Linked DNA regions of Sus scrofa: region 2 is linked to region 1. A link is a contact called in public Hi-C data. All regions are on one chromosome and are shown on one strand. Each heading gives the region's core, a stretch centred on a gene start, on an enhancer-like site or on the middle of the called end of the contact. The rest is flanking DNA. Distances are from core to core; before and after follow the strand shown. Region 1 overlaps ITPKB (inositol-trisphosphate 3-kinase B). Region 2 holds the start of PSEN2 (presenilin 2).

Region 1 (3,500 bases), core at 881-3,380:
CCACAGTGTTGCATTTCGGTTCCAGAGGACAGCACGCAAAGCGGAGCACAGCCCAGGTTTGGGATTGAGGAGGATCCCTTGCTCTTCCGACTCCCGGCTGCAGCGGAGAATGAGCCTTTGAACCTCTCCCACCTCAGTGTTCTCATCTGTAAACGGGGCACGATACCACTGCACCCGCCCTGCCCAACCCCACAGACTTACAGAGATGACTGGTGAGGTGGGACCACATGAACACGCGCTCTGTACACCCTCACGTGGTCTGTTTGTATGTCTGTCTTTTGTTGCGTGCGTGTGTGTCTTTTTAGGGCCGTACTCGCAGCATATGGAGGTTCCCAGGCTAGGGGCTGAATCAGAGCTGCATAGCCACAGCAATGCAGGCTCCGAGCTGAAATCTGCAACCTATACCACAGCTCACAGAAACGCCGGAGTCTTCGATCAAGGCCAGGGATCGAACCTACATCCTCATGGATACCGGTCAGATTTATTACTGCTGAGCCACGACGGGAAATACCACCCCCACCCTATCCCCCCGGTTTTTAAAATGAAATAGTTTTCTCCTCCAAGGCACAGGAGACTGGCAAAAATCCACTGCGCACTTCCAGAGGGTCAATCACTGCTGGTGTCAAGATGATGAGCTAACTGTGTGATCAACTGCTTACAAAGCTTCCCCTGGGATGCTCTCGGCAGCTGGGAACCCACAGGGCGGCTCCCGTTCGGCCTGCGTGACTCAGGGAGAGCAGAGCCAGCCAGCGCCCGGGTGTCTCCACGCCAGTTTCTGGTTCAAAAGGTCAGTGAAGGTGCCAAAAGGAGAAAGAAGAGTTTCCCCAAGAATCCATTTCACGCATGCGGAACTCTGCTGGGCACCAGCGAAAAACATAATAAAAAGACTGCTGAACAAACTTCATTTTATACAGAGGGTTTTTAACTCCTCCTTTTTTTTTTTGTTTAAATTCCCAGGCTAGGGATGGGAATTCCCAGGCTAGGGATGGCATCGGAGCTGCAGCTGCTGGCCTATGTCACAGTCACAACAACTTGGGACCCAAGCCACATCCACCACCTACACCACAGCTTGCAGTAATGCTGGATCCTTAACCCACTGAGTGAGGCCAGGGATCGAACCCGCATCCCCAGGGACCCTATGTTGGGTTCTTAACCCGGCGAGCCACTGGAACTCCTTAATCCCTTTCCCACCTGAGTTGTTCCCCCAATAGTCTAAGCATTTGTCCAGGACTTCCCTCTTTATTCAAATAATTAGGTCACTTGGTTGACTTTTATTTTTAATAATTATAAAAAATATAAAGAGAAAGGGGAAATCTCTAAAATATCAGAAAAGGGAAATTATCTCTGGACCCCGTGACTCTCCAAAACAGTATTACCAGAATCGTTTCCCTTGCTGCACACGTGGGCCTGTGTGTGTGCCTGTGTGCTGGTGAGGGCCCAATGACGTGGCCTGTCCAGGGAAAAGGGAAGAGAAATCACGTGTTAAATGCCTGACGTGTTGTTAGGTACTGTGCTCATTTTTCATGTAATCCTCACTCACAACACCGACACAGCTGACCCCTTTCTGCAAATGAGGAAATATGTTCAGAGAGGTAAGTAACTTGCTCAAGGTCACACAGCTTCCTGGTTAGCTCTGAGGATATTGTTCTGTTTCAGCCAACAGGATAACGGGGCCCCCATGGTCTCTCCTCCTGTTAAGAAATGGCCTCAGATAAACAGCAAGTTCATTGTCAAAAGAGTGACCTTTCAGATGGGGAGGCCTGAACAAAGGCCTGCCTTGCCCTCCTTCCAAGTCATTCCCAGAACAGCCTCACTGACACACACTTTGGGAGGAAAGGCACATCAATAAAGCGCTGAAAGTGGGTGAAGACGCCCCTGCCGGGGGAAGGTTCGCTCTGCATCACTGCCTTTGTTTGTGCTTGCAAAAGTCTGAGCGAAAGGCATTGAGTTGTCCATGTTTGGAAAAAATGCTTTTTTCTTCTTTCTTCTTCTTCTTTGGGTCTTCCTAAAAAAGCAGTTAGGTTTCCCTAGTGATCATTCTTTCCTTCGCTGGGGAAAAGCCTGTGCTTCTCCCAGGCGGCAAGGCCAAGGCTGGCCAGCTTTGTTCATTGTATTCGCCCTGGCAGAGTCCTCCTGGGACGCCAGCTGGGTGCAGGCCCGGGCAGGTAGGGGCCCCTGGCTCAATCTCTCCGTCCTGGACGCCTGGTTAGAAACCTGGCTGGAGCCAAATGTGAAACCCGCCCCTTGCCAAAAGGGAGCTGCGAGCCTGGCGGGGGTGGTGTTGGAGTGCAGGGGGTGGGGGTGGGGGGAGGCCTTTCAAAATCAAGATACCAGGGATCGGAAAAACTAAGCCCAAGGACTTGGCAGGGCAGGTAGCTCTGGCTAAAAATAAGAATCTGGATTTTAAGACTAAGCGTCTTCTTGCTTTAACCAACAAGCAAACTCGAGGCACCAAATGTAAAAACACGTTTTGAGACAGACCTGAGCAATGCTGAGTTTATCCTACCCCTCCCCATGCCCTTGCAAGGTGTGCCCACAGGTGAGGCGGTTTGGAATCCCTTTCAGGGAATTTACGGCTGGGCACTACTTTGCTCTCCTGTCCTGTAGCGAACCCAGCAGCTGACAGTGGCGGGGTGGGTGGGTGGGTGCAGCCCCTCCCCCAGAATCAAGGGCCAGAGAAGTGCTGGTCCTGGCAGCCTCTGCAGGCCCTTGGCTGCGGGCTCTGTGTTCTCAGGGTCGGTGCTCAGGCCTCTCCACCTCTGGAGTCAGATCAGAGGGCTCTGCTCCGGGTCTGGAGTGGAGGACCTGGTTGGGATTGTAGATCCTGCTGAAAAAGGGAACTCCTGGAGTCCCCGTTGTGGCTCAGTGGGCTAAGAACTTGCCCAGTATCCATGAGGATGCAGGTTTTTTACTTTGTTTTGTTTTGTTTGCATTTTTAGGGCCGCACCCATGGCATATGGAGGTTCCCAGGCTAGGGGGCAAATCAGAGCTATAGCTGCCAGCCTACACCACAGCCACAGCAATGCGGGATCCGAGCCATGTCTGCAACCTACTCCACAGCTCACAGCAATGCCAGATTCCTGGCCTCGCTCAGTGGGTTAAGGATCCAATGCAGGTTCGATCCCTGGCCTCGCTCGGTGGGTTAAGGATCTGGCAGCTGCAGCTCCGATTCAACCCCTAGCTTGCAAACTTCCATATGCTGCAGGTGTGGCCCCCAAAAGCAGAAATAAATAAAATAAAATAAATAAAATTAAAAATGGGAGCTCCTGATGCAAGTGTCTGGCTTGGGCTGACCCTTCATGACAGATGCCACTTTGGCCAGTCACCTCCTAGCAGCGTGTTCTGGCCAAAGCCAGGAAAACCCTGGGCAGCTGCCTAGCTGCCCTCCCCCAGCTGCCCTCTTTCTGGTGCAACCAGAGGCCTGGTTTCTGGGACAAGGGCAGCGACCTAGATTGGCACACGGGGTCCTCCCTCGCAGCCTCTCTCCCGCCCGCGCCGTC
Region 2 (3,539 bases), core at 97-2,596, 160 kb after region 1:
CAGCCTTGGTTTTCCTGTGAGTCCTGCCCTCAGCTATACTTCCCCAACACACACACACACACACACACACACACACACGTGCTCGCTTCTCGTGGTCTTGGCTCACTGCTCCCGTGGCTGCCACTTCTCAACTCATGACTCTCATCTCCTTCCCCTGCTCCCGACACGGGGCACTCTCCCCACCACCCCAGGCAGCTGCCCCTTTTCGCCCATTTACATTCAGTAGGTTCCTGGATCAGATTAACCGTTATTTACCCGTCCTGGACTCTGTCCTGTTCCATCCCCCACCTCTGACCCTGACTGTCTCCCTCCCACTGTTTCTGGATTCTCTGCCCTCGCTCTCATCCATCTTGCTGCCACCTTAAGCCTGATTCACTTCCCATGATTGTCTCCCTCTCTTCTTTTTACCCCTTTCTTAGTCAGTGGCCAGACATATTTATTTTTTTAGGGCTACACCTGCAGCATATGGAGGTGCCCAGGCTAGGGGTCAAATTGGAGCTGCAGCTGCTGGCCTACACCACAGCCACAGCAACACCAGATCCAAGCCGCATCTGTGACCCACACCACAGCTTGCAATAACGCTGGATCCTTAACCCACTGTGTGAGGCCAGGGATTGAACCCATGTCCTCACGGATACTAGGCAGGTTCTTTTCTGCCGAGCCATAACAGGAACTCTGCCAGATATGTTTGTAACCAGAGATCTGATCTGTCACCTCTGTCCTTGGGGGATGAAGTATATCTCCTTAACATGGCACCAGAGACCCTCCACAGCACCTCTCCCCAAGCCCCAGCAGTGCCAGGCTCTGGCTAGAACATTCTTCACACCCTCTGCCCTTCCCTCCCACCTAGGAAAGTCTGTCTCCATCAGATGACGTTATCGTCTCTATAAAGCTTTCCTGATCTCTGAGATGTAATTCTTCTTTGTGCTTCAGTACCTCTTGGTGAACACCTGGATTATATCATTTGTCACATTGGATAGCTGGTTTTTATTGGTTTTAGGACAAAAGTGTTGGCACATTATGGGTACTGAACGGGTGTTTGTTGATTCAATAAGTGAGTGTACTGACAGTCTGGAGTGGCCAGGACATTTTTGGTTGGGAGTTTTGCCCCATGGACTGGATCTCCTCTGGCCAGTCCCTCTTGAGGCTGCTACAGCCTCTGTGGTGGCCCCTGGGGACCGTGGCTTTATAGCAGCCCTTTGACACTTGTGTCCTAGGTGGTCAGTTTGGGCAGGACCTGAGTCCAGGTCTTAAAGCTGCCTCTCACCCTCCTCTGCCTTTGCCTTGTAGGAAAGTGGAACAGAGTCCGCTGTGCTCCTTTTCCAGGCACTTTCGGAGGAGGGGCCATGCTCACTTTCATGGCCTCTGACAGCGAGGAAGAAGTGTGTGACGAGCGGACGTCCCTGATGTCGGCCGAGAGCCCCACGCCTCGCTCCTGCCAGGAAGGCAGGCAGGGCCTGGAGGATGGAGAGAGTGCTGCTCAGTGGGTAGGTTCCTGCCAGTGGTCTGAGGCCCCCAGACAGGGCCCTGGGTCCGTACCTAATGGATAGAAACAGGAGGGAAGGGAAAGAGCAGATGAGAATTGGCTGAAAGGACAGGTGGTCTGCTGAGTGGATCTTAAGTCTGTGAAGGCTTCACAGTAGACTCTGCACGTACACAGCCTGTTAAAGGTCAACTCTGCAGGGCGCTGAGTGATTCCTTCCGCCCTGGCCCTGCCCATTGGGTTCCCCTTCCTAGTGCAGGTTACTGTTTCAATAGGAACCAGAGAGTGAGTTTGGATGCTGGGACAGGCAGCACAGAAGCTAGGAAATTGAGGAAATTGCTGGAGAGAACTTTTTTGGTAGATGGCCAGACATGGTAACCAGGAGAGTGGTATACCTGTCTCACGTTTGGCTTTGGAGCTGGTTATGTGTCTTCGTCCATTCAGGCCACCAGCACAAAATTACTGTAGCCTGCGTGGCTTATAAACAACAGAAATGTATTTTTCACTACTCTAGGGACTGGGAAGTTCAAAGTCAAGGTGCTGGCAGCTCTGATTCTGTTGAGAGCCCACTTCCTGGTTCATAGGTGGCTGATTTCTGTATCCTCACGTGGCAGAAGGTGGGAGGGCACTCTCTGGGTCCCCCTTTATAAGGGCACGAATCCCATTCATGAGGGCTGCACCCTCATGACCTAGTCATCTCCCAAAGGCTGCACCTGCAAACATCATCACAGCCTGTGAATTCGGGGGACACAGACGTCAAGCCCATAGCAGGAGGGGTGGGCTGCACTGTGTGGTCTTAACCTCTGCAGCCTGCAGGACAGATTATTACATTATGAACTGGAGGATATATGTGGGAGAGTGACCAGCCAAGCCACCTTCCTCCCCATCAGGGTAAAACTACACCTGAATCTGCCTGAATTCCCATCTCCATTTCACCTGTAGGATTTCTTTATTCCAGTAGGCCTTGTTCTCCTTTGCTGAAACTTGAGCTCCCTTCTGTCCTCCTCTGGGCTCCAAGAGAGATCTCATCAGCTCAAGGCTACGGAATAGCTACTCCAGAGCCATTTCTTTCTTTCTTTCTTTCTTTTTTTTTTGCCTTTTCTAGGGCCGCTTCCCACAGCACATGAAGGTTCCCAGGCTAGGGGTTGAATCGGAGCTGTGACCACTGGCCTATGCCAGAGACACAGCAACACAGGATCCGAGCCTTGTCTGCGACCTACACCACAGCTCACAGCAATGCCAGATCCTTAACCCACTGAGCAAGGCCAGGGATTGAACCCGCAACCTTATGGTTCCTAGTTGGATTTGTTAACCACTGAGCCATGATGGGAACTCCCGGAGCCATTTCTTTTTTTTTTTTTTTTTTTTTTGTCTTTTGTCTTTTGTCTTTTTTTTTTTGCTGTTGTTGTTATTGTTGCTATTTCTTGGGCCGCTCCCGCGGCATATGGAGGTTCCCAGGCTAGGGGTCGAATCGGAGCTGTAGCCACCGGCCTACGCCAGAGCCACAGCAACTCAGAATCCGAGCCGCGTCTGCAACCTACACCACAGCTCACGGCAACGCCGGATCGTTAACCCACTGAGCAAGGGCAGGGATCGAACCCGCAACCTCATGGTTCCTAGTCGGATTCGTTAACCACTGCGCCACGACGGGAACTCCCCGGAGCCATTTCTTACTCGTTTCTTTGTCTTTTCTTTCCTGGAGTTTTTGCGCATCTCAGTTGTTTTTAGTTGTTTTCCCTTCCTTCTCAACTGAATATCTAGATGAAATTCTCTCTGCAAAGAACAGACACCAAAGAACAGTCATTTTAAATGTTCGTTTCATTTGGCTTTGTCTTGGCTGTTCACATAATTAACAAGGCAGCTAATGACCCTGAATGATCACAATTCCAAAACAGGTTCTTGCAGATCAGCTTGTGCCAGCATCTGGCAGGCGTCCCCCATCCTCCTTCGCTGCCTCCTCGTTTCGCTCTCCCACCTCCCATGGCCCAGATCCTCCCCGGGCTTGATGCTCAGTTCGCCTCTTTGGTTCAGAGCTGCAAATGTTGCATGCTGGATT

What was found. Hi-C and Micro-C count contacts between places; a contact is called where the count stands out from the background.
Region 2: a contact with region 1 is called in a Hi-C map of liver, with 1.8 times the contacts expected there. The contact joins the promoter of PSEN2 here to the enhancer-like site in region 1. A contact is called at or near these places in 2 of 5 promoter capture datasets (fetal skeletal muscle and skeletal muscle), 5 of 47 Hi-C or Micro-C datasets (embryonic fibroblasts, fibroblasts and liver) and 2 of 2 datasets of contacts at active chromatin or transcription factors (alveolar macrophages and skeletal muscle).

Annotation. Positions count from the first base shown.
Region 1 is chr10:14,383,346-14,386,845 of Sscrofa11.1, forward strand. The region is part of intron 3 of ITPKB (inositol-trisphosphate 3-kinase B); the gene reads right to left. Among named protein-coding and RNA genes, the nearest start is that of ITPKB, 84 kb to the right of the region's middle. Within about 2 kb of position 2,131, at least 23 of the 83 cell types and tissues checked have an H3K27ac peak or open chromatin away from gene starts, as enhancers often do. A contact at or near this core is called in alveolar macrophages and liver, where this site is marked.
Region 2 is chr10:14,543,326-14,546,864 of Sscrofa11.1, forward strand. PSEN2 (presenilin 2) reads left to right here and starts at 1,347. Exons shown (of 10, transcript NM_001078666.1): 1 at 1,347-1,487. The coding sequence starts at 1,347. It overlaps LOC100510923 (a long non-coding RNA gene), which reads right to left. Exons shown (of 4, transcript XR_305804.3): 3 at 3,158-3,256; 4 at 959-1,539.